Linked DNA regions of Rattus norvegicus: region 1 is linked to region 2. A link is a contact called in public Hi-C data. All regions are on one chromosome and are shown on one strand. The core of a region is the stretch at or near the end of the contact, and the rest is flanking DNA. Distances in the headings are between cores, read along the strand shown.

The links. Hi-C and Micro-C count contacts between places; a contact is called where the count stands out from the background.
Region 1: a contact with region 2 is called in a Hi-C map of liver, with 7 times the contacts expected there. The contact joins two enhancer-like sites. A contact is called at or near these places in 3 of 12 Hi-C or Micro-C datasets (kidney and liver).

The regions. Positions count from the first base shown.
Region 1 is chr6:96,230,952-96,235,243 of GRCr8, reverse strand. It overlaps Daam1 (dishevelled associated activator of morphogenesis 1), which reads right to left. Exons shown (of 24, transcript NM_001108030.1): 4 at 1,466-1,537. Among named protein-coding and RNA genes, the nearest start is that of Daam1, 50 kb to the right of the region's middle. Within about 2 kb of position 1,388, at least 6 of the 93 cell types and tissues checked have an H3K27ac peak or open chromatin away from gene starts, as enhancers often do. A contact at or near this core is called in liver, where this site is marked.
Region 2 is chr6:96,197,010-96,201,512 of GRCr8, reverse strand. All of the region lies in intron 2 of Daam1 (dishevelled associated activator of morphogenesis 1), which reads right to left. Among named protein-coding and RNA genes, the nearest start is that of Daam1, 16 kb to the right of the region's middle. Within about 2 kb of position 1,827, at least 30 of the 93 cell types and tissues checked have an H3K27ac peak or open chromatin away from gene starts, as enhancers often do. A contact at or near this core is called in liver, where this site is marked.

The sequences.
Region 1 (4,292 bases), core at 139-2,638, 34 kb before region 2:
TCACTAAAGGACAAATTAATAGAACTTCCCATATCCAATGAAAGGAAAATCCACACTACTTAGTACTTCTCCACTCAGGGCAGGGAATTCATTAACTTAGCGTTTAGACATCAAACAATGCCAACTTAATTACACCCAGAGACAATCTGCCTGACAGCTCCTTTTTTCCAATAATCAGGAAGAACTCACAAACAACCTCTACGTGTAAGAAATGGTGAATGGCTCTAAATTATCATTGCTTGGGTGGATGCACAGAGAAGTCCCTGTCAGTCATCGGAACTCCCCCATTCTGTTAGCTTATCCACACTGACAGCGATGTCACCATTTCCTCACTGCTGGGGCAGCAGTGTATAGAATGGGATTTGGTGGATATGGGATACGGAACGGATTTTCTCTCCTCTTCTCTTTCTCAAGGCAACCCTGTGACTTCTTCTATAATTTGTACAGTCCTGGTCACATCTACTGGACTGTTTATCACTCAAGGTACAACAGCAGAGTAAGAAACAGAGGAAAGAAGAGGAAGATCCTGAAAGTTGAGGCCCTACAAAGCTTAAATAAGAGCTTAAATAAGATAGATCCTGGTCAGTTTTTAACTTTCCCAGTGGGAGCAGAGTAAAAGCCTAGATCACCTTAAAGGTCTTGGAGTAGTAAGACAATTCTCCATGAGGACCTGGGTGTAGGCAGAAAGAGGTAGAACTACTTTCTGTTTGATACTATCAACCTAAAGTTGGATACAACCCATTCTTAAAATCATGAGTATGCCGTGTGAGGCAAAGACCTCAACCTTCAGTTTTCATCAATGGCAACATGATTTAAACTACTAAGGCTCAAAAGCTAATGACTTATTTTCTGTCATTAGTTATGATTAGTAGATGATCTTCCAGCTGCCTGAAGTGCTAACATTTCAGAGGTCAGAATTCAGATACTGAGAGCGCATTTTAACTGACAGCCATAGACCAAAGCTTCCCTGGGGCATCCTGATTATTACATCATTTCATCAAGTCACTTTATGATTCTCCATATGAACCCATGAAATCAAGAGGCCAGGAAGGAACTAAGTTCCCAGAGAGAAGGAGATGGGTGTGAACACAATGAAGGGACAGTTCAGCCACACTACTGTTGGACAATCCTACCGTCCACAGGAGTGTTGCAAAGCTCCCGATATATCAGTCACAGCCAAGGCGAGTTCAACTTGAGTACGAGCCACATTTCAAATGACATTTCCTCTTATAACATTAAAATCAAGCATGCTTTAGTGTGTGTAGATTCTATTTAAAACACTCTAGAAAAGTCACTTCGCTAGGCAACAGTCCAGCTCCTCGTCCCCAACACCTCAAACACTGAGTGTTTGGAATGGAATTGGAAAGGTAACAGCATTCAGAAGGTCTTACTCAATCAAGCTTGTTGTGCAACTGTGTACTCTGCACTCTCTTTTAGACTGTCTCAGAATGTAATTTATACTTACAGCAGCCATGGAATTGAGCTGATCAATGTAGAACTCGGGCCAACTTGTTGCTCCCTTGTTTTCTTCCTGGTCCTACAATAAAGAAAAGAACAAAACAAAGTAAGAAAAAAATAAAAAGGTAATATGTTGCCAGAGGCCCATGCAGGGCAACACAGCTGATGGGATCAGGATGGCGGTCTGCAAAGTCACTAGAATACAGGAGACGCTTTTTTAAAGTATTGGGTCATCTACTTGAGTAGGATGGTCTTCCCAATCCACATAAGGGGGTATGGGGTAAAGACGAGCTAAAGTTTCACATGTGACAAAAAGACACATTCTAGCCACTGAGGGAGGGAGTGTACATGGGAACTGAGTTCACACCAGGGAGTAACGTACTTCCTTTAGGGACATAATGATACTGAGAAGGATGTGACACAGCTATATGTGACCCAAGAGTGAAGGAGGCTGGCCTTAATAGTGACCAGAGGCATGACCATCTGGTGACTAGGTTTTTCCCATCAGTTATTCAGATTCCAGCAGACATTAAACATTGTGAAGTAGGATTTCATTTGATGTGGCTGAAAGTAGGTTATTGACTCTGGATGGAGGTAATCAGAGGACACAGGTCAGTCCCAGGCAGTTCTCCTGCTGAGCTCGCTCAGGAGCTTTGTTAGAGAATAGAGTGTGTCTCTGCTAAAAAGAACTGAAACCCAAAACCACCTCAGCTAGATGTGTCCCACAACCCAGGCTGACCTGGAGCCAAAACAGCTGGGCCATGTGTGGGTGGAGCTCGCTGACATGGCTCAACCTCACCTCCCACAGCACCTGTCAGCTGTAGTCTCTGCTGCACAGACGCACGGCGTGCTTGGTTTCCAGGATCTCTGCTGTGCTGAGAGACACTCACTTACACAGGGCTGTGGGACAGCATTTCAGTAGGTTTCCATCTTTGCACCCCGGGAGCATCCTGATAGAATGGGTTATCCTAGGAGAAGACGCTGCCGGGGTCACACACGGCTGTATGATGCTCAAGGAGTCATTGCTGGCTTCAGTTAGTCTCAGCAGCCCATACATGCACATGCATGCATGCGCGCGCGCGCACACACACACACACACACGTCCTCGGAAGAGTGATTTCTAGGAGGAACTTTTAGTTTTAGGCTTAGACCTTATCTCTAAAAATCCCTCCCTTTCTCCATCTTTCCGTAACCCAGACTGGCCTCAACTATAGAAGCAACTGCAGAGTGACTTGGTTTCCCAGCACTGAGATTATAGCTATGAGCCAGTGTTACGCACACGCCTACCCTGTCTCTAGGCTTCCACTTCCAAGTGGGTCTACTTAGGCATCATAAAAGAAATATAGTTCAAAACTATTTTCAAGTAGTTATAAAAAGAAGGAAAATGGCTGTTTACAGGGCCACCCGAGTGGGCAGCAGGGGACGCAGAGCTGGATGAGGAGGGCCACGGGTACAGCAGTGGCTTTGAAGTGGGGCAGGATTACACTCTTGTGATTTAAAAACATTCAGAAAGCCTGATGAGTTTTAAGAACGGCTCTTGGTTATAATTTAAAATGTAAATAAAAGAGCTAGAGTGGCAGTATAAATGCTGAACCTAGCTTTCCTCTTAAAAGAAGCATTAAAATTAGCAAAACCCTGCTGTTACCAATGTATTTAACAAGCCAAAACCTTCAGTGATATTCAATGGTATCTGAACCTATAAAATGAAATAGAAGGTGCCAGCTCTTTCCATTCTCCCCAAATCAGGGCAAACTTCCAAAGCAAACAAAATCAAGTCCTATGTCCAAAGTTCCACAAAAGCCTGTCTGTTGAAAGCTCCATAGTCCTGGATACAAAACAGATTATTTTAGAAACTGGAGACTAGTACATAGAAGGAACACTTTGCACTTTTGAAATGTCTGAATAAAACTAACAGTTAAGAGTAGACACTGTAGTCAAACGAGACCCTTTTCACTTCTGATGTCTCGGTACTGAGAAAATTATACACACCACGTGTATGAACGTACTGGTTGATACTGCTCTGGGAGTAGGAGGCAGGGGGATTCTTGGAGCTCTTCCCTTTGGCAATGCATCTCCAACTGCCTGTGCAGTCCTGGTCCTTTACACAGAAGGATGCAGTGGTAGCCAGATGGAATGCAAGTCTGAGTCTGTGCTCCCGTGTGAGTGAATGCTAAAGTCTCTAGTTCTCACTGAGAAGTCAGAAAGAAACAAACCAACTCTCCTGGTGGGAGCTGGAGGGAAAAAAAGAGTGAACATTCTAAACATAGCCTGGACCCTGAGACATGCCAAGGGGAAGACACTTCTAAGTCGTGCGCTCTTCCTGACAGCACGTGTGTCCTTGCTAAAGGGAAAGTGTGCGTCCTGTGCCTCTGACATTATCCTCTGGGCCAGCTGTCTCAGTTCTGGTTCCTTCTAGGGAAGAAGCAGGTAAGACATCAAGACTGTAGATACACCTCGTGTACTGGAACCCACAGCAATACTGAGCACTGCCACAGCTCATCAGGTACCAGACCTTGTTCTAAACACTGTCTCCTCCTTCAGTCTGCTTCCCGATTCATAGTAAATGTTAGCACATTGTTCTGACCAAAGAAGAAAGGGGACAAGGAAAGACCAAGCCACAGTACTGAAGGGCATGGAAAGGGTACTGGGAGAGGATCAGGGCACATTCTCTCCTAAGCTTAGACATGAAGCGCCTCATGAGCCATGGACGACAAACGCAAGGCTGCCTTTCATTCTTAGCCATTTCACTGTAGGAGAACCAGGATACAGCAGCAGACAAACAAATGTCACCTTTCCCAAAACTTTATTGCAACTTCTACCACATGTGACATTTC
Region 2 (4,503 bases), core at 578-3,077:
TGTCATACCCAAGACTCATGGGTTGCTAATATCTCTTAAAACTGATTCAGAATGACCCTGAGAACACTGTTGGGTGGTAGTAGTTGAGAGACTCCTGCTCCTAACCAGTCAGGAAGGCCAGAAAGGAAAAGGTCTATAACACAAAGCTTTCTATCCAGAAAGGCCTGGGCATGTTCACAGGTGGATCCTGAGGGATTCAGCCTATGGCACTTCTGCCAACACCCTAAGTCATACACAGACCGCCACAAGATGACTCGCCATCTCTTAGGTATGTTCTACGTCTGAGAGACAGACACATTTTCATGTGCTACAGACAAACAAGAGAGAAACCCCACAAGCAAAGGCTGACCAACAGAACACCTAGCATTTTGCTACTAATGCTTTACCGACTATTTCCTTTCTTTCCCCTCATGAGCAGACAATACAAACTCTATCCCATTTGCTAGACAAACTCTACAGCTACACCTAGAGTCCTTCATCTTTTGCTATGTGACTAGAAACCCATTGGGGTGACTTCAATTTTTAATTAATCTGATCGGCATCAGCCAGCCAGTCCTCTAAACCAAGTAACTGCTCTAAGCAGCTAAATCGTTTCCCCAGATAGAGTCAGAATTAGACTCTAGTGCAGCTTCAGTTGAGCAAGTATGGAGCACTTCTAAGCCGTGTTTTTCCAACTGAATGGAGAGACTGAGCCAGCCACAGTGACAAACTGTAAGACACCCCAGAGGCCAGTGGGAGGCTGGAGCCAGAGCTCCCTGCAGGTCCCTCCTGCTCATCCCAGTTCTGCTCTTAGGTCCAGGCCCCTCCCACACACTCAAGAGACTTGTTTGGCAGCTCATCTGACACATTTCAGCATTAACTGGGTCAAAAGACAATCCAGCAGAGGCTCTTCCCACAGCATAGTTACTTACTTACTTCACCAAGTAATATGCACTGGAGAAACTTTGTTCTCTGTGTGTGTGTGTGTGTGTGTGTGTGTGTGTGTGTGTGTGTGTGTGTCTGTGTGTGTCTGTGTGTGTGTGTGTCTGTGTGTGTGTGTGTGTGTGTGTGTGTTGTGGGGGAGGGTTCATGTGGACATGTGCACGTGTGCTTGCAGGTGTTCATCAATAAGGTGGAGCTTATTGATCCAGACAGATGGGCCAGCCAACCACTCTGGAGTCCACCGGCCTGCCCGTCCCCAACTCTAGTGCTGGCATTAAAAGCCACACTGCTGCACTGGGCTCTTAGGCTGGTGCTGGACATCTGAACTCGGGACCTCACACTAGAAGACTGAGCTACCCTCCCTAGCCCTTGGTAGGCAGATTTAGGAGTAAAATGACTTCTTAAACCTTCTTTTAATTTGGTCCCTTGCCTGCAGGGCACTCTGACATTACCATAGTAACAGCCAAATGACAAAGATGAATAGAAAAGATGACAGTAGTGGGGGAGGGGATGCAAACACATCAGCCCAAATGTATCATCACTATTCCAAGAAACAGTCGCAGAACAAACCTGTCGCTGGAGTATTCAGCAGTCACGGGTGTGTACACACACACACACACACACACACACACACACACACACACCCCACTACTTAATACACATTTCACATGCTAAGCTTTAACCACCAGGATGCACTCACACAGCATCCAGGCAAGAAGCACACATTGTGCACCCACCCTCTGGACTAGGCACTCCTTCCCGGCCCTGAGACCCCATAGTTAGGACCCTCAGATGCTGGGACATCCGCACCACCCTGCTCTCTGAAAGTGCACAGCTGCGTCTACAGCCCAGGTCTGACGTGAAGCGATAGCCACTGAGGATTAAACTCAAGTTAACTGGCAAGAGAACTGGGAAAGGGCTTTCTGGCTCCTTCTAAATTTGGTAGTTGCCCATCTTTCCAGAAAACAACCCCTATGTTTATTTCGTTGGCTTTCAGTCGCTGCATTGAACTTTGTTCTTGAATTTTGCAATGTGCAGAAGTAAGAAGCTGGCAGCTGTAGAGTGTTTTTAATGAATCCATTTAAAACTGGATAAGAGAAAATATGCAGCTTCTAAAAGGAGGGATATTTTTTTCAGCAAAGAAAATTCCAACTCTTTATCCATGAGCCAGGAAAAGCATAGCTGAAGACAGAGCTGGTCACTGAGCTCCCAGGGTGAGAATCGAGACACGGTTTTGCACGCAGAGGCACTCTGAACAGGAGGTGAGAGGGGAGGGTTGTGGGCGTGGTGTGAGCACATTCACAGGTAATCTAAAGCTGAAGCATGCCCTGCTCATGCTAGGCTAGGGTCATGGTACGGTGAGAACAAGTGGTGGTGCTGACAGCATCAGAATAAATTCTCAGAAGTTGTGTGTACAAACCAACAGATCTTCTAGCCATTGCTACAGCACATAAGGTGCTTTTAAAACACAAGGTGGGGAAATAATTAGAATGCTATACTTTTGTCTATGAGACCGTCAAATAACTTTTTTAAAAAATGAAGTACAAGAAAAAATTTCACTTGAAAGCTTACCCAAAGCCTATAATGACGCACAGAGATCAAACCAGCCCCTTGGCCGTTTAGCCCTTAAAGCTGGGTTAGTGGGGTCAAGTACAGAGCGGGTAGTCAGTACAGAATCTTGGCTATGTAATTTGCACCTGGGAGCCGAAGGACTAACTTTAGTGGTCATGTTTTCAATTATAGCCCGTAGTAAGCAGCTATACACCACTCGCAGTCTCTTTAGGTTTCATATTAGTAGAACTGATCAGAACCGAAGGGATCTAAAGCTATTTTCTCAACAGCATAATTAATTCATAGAGTTACAGTGGTGTTTGCTTGTTGACACTCTCCCTGTAGCCCAAGGCTGACTACAAACTCCATGTACAGCCAACGATGGCCTGCCTCCATTTCCACAGGCCTAGGACAGGTGCCACCCCTCCAGCCACCATTTCAATTAAACAAGAAGATGTTCTCTTTCTATGTCTTTATGTCCTCTCACCCCATCTCTTTCATCTAACATTAGGAAGAATTTAGAGACTGACAGCAACTAGACTGACAACACTGTATCAAACACAAAGGAAAAAATTATCTAAATTTAATAGCTTATTGTAAAATGTCTTATAATGATCTTGGGAAGACAAAATACTCAGGGTTGGAAGGGATAGTCTTTCCCTAAGCTTTGATCAATCAGAAGACTAGAAGGAAACTTACAAAGACATTTTGACCATAGGGAAATTTTTTAAGCAGACAGGTCTAAGCCAAAACAAAGAAATACGTAACATCTACTGGGTAACACTCTGCTCCCAGCCTTCCTTTGACTTTAGAAGCAACACAATGTTCTATTAAGAACACAGCAGACACTGGTATGTAAACACACAGATCAACGTTAGTCTCTATTATAAACCATTAGCTCCTCTCAGGGTCAGAGCGATTAGTTTATCAAGTTCTGCATTTATAGTCAACTTTACCTCCTTTAAGCCAACTGCACATTGGCAGCAGCTCACAGCATAGTGACACATACGCACACGTGCACAGGGACTTTAGCACGGTGCACACTTACATCTACACTGCCACTTCCCTCTGTGATGTAATGCAAATTATCACACTGGCTTGAGCAGTTCTTACCCAGAACACATCACGCTAATTTACTCAAAAACACAAAGTGTCATTGGAAAATCGACTCAATTTTTTTTTCCTTCACTGACAACTGACTATGTCCTTTACCTAGAGATTCCCTTTTATCCTTTATTAGTCTGTCAGTTGAGAATAGACCCCATGGGACCACAACAATCTGAATCCCAAAACCTTCCTTTGATTCTGGTTCTTGGCTTCTAGACAACTGAATGCTCTAACGGTATCCTACATATAAAATCTGATTTCCTTTGCTTGGTTACCAGAAATCTTAATGCTCCAATTAAAAAACAGTAGATCAAACTCAAGATTCCTTACAGCCAGTTTTTTCTTCTCTCCGTTTAAAATTCCATGTTCCCACCACCCAGATTCTCCCCATCTTCCAGTAGAGATGGGGAATAAGTAGCTCTTGTAAGAAACTTTCTATTCTTAGCCATGGTTTTAGTTTAGTACAAAGGCACATTTTAAAAAATAAGGAGTTAAAACATGATGCACTTTCTCATTGATTCTGATAACAGAATAATCAATTTTATTATTTAAAAGAGCTTATAATAGCCCCAGGAATAAGAGGAATGATTTCAAAAGCTTTAAAAAGGAGATAATTCTCATGGCTAGTGGGTGGGGCAGAATAATCTATATTCTCAAAAGCTTTCTAAAAAACAAAATAAACACACTCAATCACACCCCAATTTAATAGAACAACCTATATGGGAGTGTACTGCTAAAGCCCAGGTCCAGTTGTAGAATACTGCTCATTAAATCCACTGCCCCAGTCTTGGTTCTTCACCAGAACATGATGGTAAGACCCGGTCACTGGGAACACCATATAATTGGGTTATAAAACATAAAGAAATTAATCTGGTACTGACTCAGAAGCTTCCTCCCTAATAGTTAACTTTCACATGTCAGAAA